2 separate regions of the Mus musculus genome follow, and region 1 is linked to region 2. A link is a contact called in public HiChIP or PLAC-seq data. All regions are on one chromosome and are shown on one strand. Each heading gives the region's core, a stretch centred on a gene start, on an enhancer-like site or on the middle of the called end of the contact. The rest is flanking DNA. Distances are from core to core; before and after follow the strand shown.

What was found. HiChIP or PLAC-seq counts read pairs in DNA pulled down with a chosen protein or histone mark.
Region 1: an H3K4me3 HiChIP or PLAC-seq map of bone marrow-derived macrophages shows a contact between it and region 2, with 7 times the contacts expected there. The contact joins two enhancer-like sites. A contact is called at or near these places in 1 of 484 Hi-C or Micro-C datasets (bone marrow-derived macrophages) and 5 of 115 datasets of contacts at active chromatin or transcription factors (acute myeloid leukemia, bone marrow-derived macrophages, extraembryonic endoderm stem cells and 1 more).

The regions. Positions count from the first base shown.
Region 1 is chr13:37,716,995-37,720,007 of GRCm38.p6, reverse strand. It overlaps Gm40918 (a long non-coding RNA gene), which reads left to right. Exons shown (of 3, transcript XR_873258.2): 2 at 2,365-2,455; 3 at 2,546-2,626. Among named protein-coding and RNA genes, the nearest start is that of Gm40918, 16 kb to the left of the region's middle. Within about 2 kb of position 1,492, at least 36 of the 459 cell types and tissues checked have an H3K27ac peak or open chromatin away from gene starts, as enhancers often do. A contact at or near this core is called in acute myeloid leukemia and bone marrow-derived macrophages, where this site is marked.
Region 2 is chr13:37,481,582-37,484,481 of GRCm38.p6, reverse strand. All of the region lies in intron 1 of Gm40914 (a long non-coding RNA gene), which reads left to right. Among named protein-coding and RNA genes, the nearest start is that of Gm40914, 4.3 kb to the left of the region's middle. Within about 2 kb of position 1,646, at least 166 of the 459 cell types and tissues checked have an H3K27ac peak or open chromatin away from gene starts, as enhancers often do. A contact at or near this core is called in acute myeloid leukemia and bone marrow-derived macrophages, where this site is marked.

The sequences.
Region 1 (3,013 bases), core at 243-2,742, 240 kb before region 2:
TTTGTGTAGCCCTGGCTATCCTGGAACTCACTCTATAGATCAGGCTGGCCCTGAACTCACAATGATTCACCTGCTTCTGCCTCATGAATGCTGGGCCTAGCCCTAGACGACTCTTAAGTTATGTTGACAATAAAAACCATGTTAATGCCACTTCGTGTAAACGTGACATACAAGCACTTCATGTTAAACCATGACCTTACCTTTCTTGTCTTGTTTCCAAGATCTCATGTTAATATCATCGTATAAAATATAGTACAACTTTTAAAAATTATTTATTTTTATGTTTATGTTTATTTTATGCATATCAGTGTTTTTTTCTGTTATGTATATGTGTACCATATGCATGCCTGGTGTACATGGAGGCCAGAGAGGGTGTTAGAGACCCTGAAACTGGAGTTACAGGTGACTGATTCCTATAAGATAATAATAATAATAAAAAAAATAAAAATAGTTACATACTTCTTATTATACAATTAAAGAACCAGGGCATGGGAACAAGCAAGCTAAAGTAAAACCTCAGAATCAGTAGTGTAACTAAAATCCAGCAGGTTGGGTCTGGCATCTGAGGATCACTCAGGATCTTCTGGGCTTCTAGCTCTACCATTTATAGCACATACTTGTAGGCTGAGGCTAGCTCTACTCCATCCCTGCTACTGTCCATAGGAGGCATCTCATAGATCTGGCATCTCCACTATCCTAGGGTCTATACAGTCACCAAGGCTCAATATTCACCCGTGGCCTCTTGGAGTCTCCTTCAGGGCTCCATCATTGCTACACGGTCTCAAGGCCCCACAGCTCTACGTGGCCCCTTCATGCCTTCTTAACCAGCATCACATGAGAGACTCTTACATATTATTTGATCAGTCCTGTAGCCAGTTTGATGTCCAGCCTTGGGCTCTTTGGACCCCAGTTTCTGTGTGTTGATCTTGAAGGAAGATCTCTGAGTCACTGTCCCAATGAGGCACAGAGATGTACACTTCAATGATGCAGTAGTTATTTTATTATCTTTTATTAACCACACCTGGTTCTGCAGCTTCAGCTGACCAGCATCCATTGTCCCAGTGAAGTACAGAAAGTTTCATGTCAGTGGGGCTGCTCTCTAATCACTGTTGATTCTTGCAACCACAGACTCTAAGTTCAAAATATCACCCAAATATGGTCCTGATAGAGTCTGTGTTTCCTTTGGCAACCTCACAAGCTTGGCCTCTATTGCCTGCATTTCTCTCAGTATCATTAGCTTTCAAGCTTGCACAGAAGAACCTCGTCTTAGTTAGGGTTTCTGTTGCTGTGAAGAGACATCATGAGCCCAGCAACTCTTACGACAGTTTCAGAGGCTTAATCCGTTATCATCTTGGCAGGAAGCATGGCAGCATGTAGACAGACATGGTGCTGGAGAAGTAGCTGAGAGTTCTACATCTGGATCCAGCAGATAGCAGGAAGGAAAACCATACTGGGCAAAGCTTGAGCAGCTGAGTCCTCAAAGCCTGCTGACAGTGACACACTTCCTCTAAGAAGGCCACACTTCCTCCAACAAGGCCACACCTCCTAACAGTGCCATTCTCTATGGGGACCATTTTTATTCAAACCACTAACACCCACTAAGTTCTGAGTACTGAACAGCTTTTCTAGCTCCACGTTTCCAACCTTTCTAATTCCCCAGCAAAACAACATGGCTAGGTCCTTCTCAGCAGCAGCCCACTATCCTGGTACCAATCTCAATTTTAGTTTGCCTTTTTTTTTTTTTTTTTTTTTTGCCTTGATAAAATCCTCTTTTCAAAAGCAACTAGTGGGAGGGAAGGGTTTATTTGGTTCATGCTTTTGGTCACAACCCATCACTGAGGATCTAGAGCAGAAGCTAAAGTAGGGCTTGAAGCAGAAGGCATGTGAGAATGTTGCTTGCTAGCTGCCTCTCTAGCTGGTGTGCAGTCAGCTTTCTTCATCAGCCAAGACCCAACTATCTAGGGATGCTGCTGCCCACAGTGGTCTGGGCCCATCTGCATCAACCATCAATAAAGACAATCTCTCACAGACATGGCTTCATGCTAATCTGATTGAGGCAAGCCTTCAACCGAGGCTTCCTCTTTGTAGCTGATTCTAGGTTACATTTCACTAATGGTTGTGTCAATAAAAACCATGAGAATGGGCAACATTCTCAGATGGACTTCCTGGCTGTGATCAAATTCAGTGACTTTTCTCCTTACATGGTAGTCATTGAGACCTTATGGCTTGGAATAGTGTAGTCTCATAAGGGGACACCAATGACCTTTAAGGAGCTTAAATAAGGGGCTCAGCAGTCATAGTGACATAATAATCACCCAAAGAGCCCAGGACCAGAGGTAGTGGCTGCTCTCCTTTCTTTCACAGAGGAAGGAGAACTGTTGCAGGCGTGGGGGAAGCCTAAGCTCAGGAGGCTCAGGCTTAGCACTGGACGTTTTGGGCTATGCAGCCCTGTGTGGTGAGTCCTGTTCCTTGCATTTTTGCATGTTCACAGCCTTTTTGACCTCTACTCACTGAGTTCTAATATTAGCAAATCTTCCCCCAACAGGTTTTGCCCATGAAAAATGTCAACACATATCGCCAAATATACCCCGAGGAACAAAATTACTTCAGGTGGAGCATTAGTATCACCAGGAGATCAGAAGTCTAGACACCGAAGTCGGGGGTGGGGGTAGGGGTGGGGTCATGGGAGGGTGGTGGTGGTGGAGGGGGTATCCATTCAGTTGCCCTCAAATGGTCCAAACCTGAGTGGAACTCTAAGCTGGAGGCTAGAAGTACCATAGGCTTCATCTTGAAAGTCTCCTGAGGAGAGCCAAAGTCAGTTACTGGTGAGTAGAAGCAGGAGCAGGAAGCAGGAGCAGGAAGCAGGGTGCCCGAGGGTGGTATTCCACATCAGGTGTTACTGGGTGGCCTATCTATGGGTGTCATTTACAACACACACCATCTGGCAGCTTCACCTCTTAACTAGTCTTGCTAAGAACATGGTGAACTCTTAAAGTCCTCATTTAAAAATGCT
Region 2 (2,900 bases), core at 397-2,896:
GCCTGGTCTACAGAGTGAGTTCCAGGACAGCCAGGGCTACACAGAGAAACCCTGTCTTGAAAAACCAAAGAGAGAGAGAAAGAGAGAGAGAGAGAGAGAGAGAGAGAGAGAGAGAGAGAGAGCGCCAAGGATGTCTCTGCAGGCCTATGCTGAGCCATCCCTTTCCCCTGAGTGTAGTCTTAGGAGAGCTGGGTGTTTCAAGTCCAGGTGTTTACTCAAAATCTACATCCAGGACCGTTCCAGTGAAGTAACCTACAGATGTGCTAATCTACTCTCACAGACACTGCCGCTGCTGCTGGGCCTACTCCTTCCTACTCACAGATGGGTCCACAGACCCTGGACAGCAAGGAAACAGCCAGCTTTCCTAAGACCAACATCCATACACCCATTTTCTTAGGTTTCCCAGAGACATGTTGCCCCAAAGTCCGCAGGAAGCCCCTAAAAATTACGGCGACCCGATTCCTGCTTTACCATCACCTCTTTCTAGTTTTTCCTTTGTAAAAAATTAAATCAAAACGGAGGAATGTTAGTATTCCTTCTAGGCTCTGCCCCACAGTTACCTGGCAACAGCCAGGTAGGCTTGGCTTACTTATATAAAAGGGGCTGCTTGCTCTGCGCCTTCTCTTCCTGACCCCTTCCCCCTTCCCCCTCTTTCCACATGTTCCTGGCCAGCCTTTCCTCAACTCTCTTCCCTCTTCCCCCGCCCCCTCTACTCCTTTCCCAAATCCCCTTCCCTGCCCTAAATAAACTCTATTCCATACTATCCTATGGCTGGTACCTCAGGGGTTAGGGGATGCCTCAGCATGGGCTAGCTGAGGCACCCCTCCCATCTCACCATACCTGGCTCTATCAAACATATCTTTGGCTCTTATTTATTTATTTATTTATTTTTTAATAAAACACAACACCTTAGAGTGTGCAGCTGCTGCCGCAGGGGACGCCCCAGTGGCAGCTCTCACTTGTCCGGGTGGAAGGAAGGATGCGACGGTCTTACCTCGGAGGCCGAGGGGTGCGAGCAGGGTGTGTGAGAGATGCAGTGTGATCAGAGCCTAGCGGTCTGGTCTCAGAACTGGGTCACCTCACAGAACAGCACAAGGACTTGTCCCGTTGGCAGGGATCAGGTTTCGTCCTTCCTTGTCAAACCCAGTGGTGCCCCCAGGCTGCTGGCAGCTCCCAGGCGCTCCTTTGTCCTAGAGTTGCAGGAGGCCAAGGAGCAAAGTGACACAAAAGGCTGGGTGCCCAAGTTCCCCACCCTCTCTCTCTCTGCACAGCAGCGCTGGTTCTGCCAGGGTCCTCGACCCAGGGGGGTTCCGGGGCAGTAAGGGTGAGACCTGCACAGCCACTGCTCGACCTTGCCAAGAGGGGCCTGCTTTGGGGATTGGAGGGTGCCTTCCCTTCCAACAGCCTGGGTCTGGGTCTTTCCAACTCGTATTTCTGCTGACGCTGGAGCCTGGTGCTTTGCCTTTAGAGACACCCTGTAATTGAAAGGAGGAGGGAGAGAGAGAGAGAGAGAGAGAGAGAGAGAGAGAGAGAGAGAGAGAGAGAGAGAGAGAGAGAGAGAGAGAGAGAGATTCTTGCTGCCTGGGTTCCCAGACACTTGCTGCCCTCTAATGGCTCCTGCCTGTGAGTTTCCAGGCGCAGGCCTTCCTTCCTGTAGGGTCTGTGGTGTGGGTTTCCTTCCCTTTGGTTAGCAGGCCCTTTCCCCTATAACTGCTGAAAGAGCCAGCCGTTTCTCGTCACAGGGAAAAGATGTCAAAAGTCGAACCGCGCTGGTGTGGCTGGCTCAGAGAGCAAAGACTGGCTCGGTGTTTCATTGCTGGTCCCGAAATAACTCACAGTAGCATTTGTGCGGCCTCTGCAACCCTGCTGTCTTCGGAAGGGACAGCTCCTCCTTTCTCTCTCTCTCTCTCTCTCTCTCTCTCTCTGTCTCTCTCTCTCTCTGTCTCTCTCTCTGTCTCTCTCTCTGTCTCTCTCTCTGTCTCTCTCTCTCTCTCTCTCTCTCTCTCTCTCTCTCTCTCTCTCTCTCTGTCTCTCTCTGTCTCTGCCCTGTTGCAGTTCTTAGCAGCTTCCTATGTTGAGAGAGGAAAGCCACTCTGGCAAGAGCCAGCAATTGTCAGCAAGTTGTGCATACAAAGGGGCTTCCTTTTCCTGCCTGGATCGGGGTGGGGTGGGGCAAGAGCTGTGGACCAGGGTTCCCTCCCCTGATGCTTTCTGAGGATCCTTAAGAACCAACTCCAATGGTAAACAGGGACCTGTGGATAAAAAAACATCTCCTGAGTGAACACTTGAAGACCTAGAGACACAAGTTGGACAGAGTCCAGTTCTGTGTAGAGAGGAACCAAGTACTTAATCAAGGAACCAAGGTTAGAGGTACGGCAGGAAAACCTGGGACACTTGCCTATTTTGGTAGTTGGGAAGCTTGGCCCTGGATGGAATGGAAACAAGCTGAAAGCAGACAGACAGACAGGGTTTTGCTCCCATCAGCTGAGATCTGGCCCAGAGAGAATGGTGTGAATATACACTACGACTGGCTGGGAAGAAAAGAGGATGCAAAACTTACAGCCCTGGAGCTTAGAATGTTGTGAGGAATGAGGCTTCTTGGGGGGGGGGGGGAGCTGGGGGAGGGAACGCCATTTTGAGATGGAGTGCAGGGTGGACTTTCTTAGTTTTTTTGGGGGGGGGGTTGAGGGTTGGTGGCCACGGAGGGATGAGGGTCACCAAGGAGCGAGGGAATGGCCCTAGGGAGTTCTGTGTGGGGCTAGCAAACTACAGCGCTCCTCTGCAGGATGGACAAAGGATGGGAGAGGCAGGAAGTGGACCTGCTGGGCTGGAATTTGAATGAACTGATGGAGCATCTTTTTCACAAGAGGGCTAGTGGTCCACCCCTTCTGGTTTTCCCT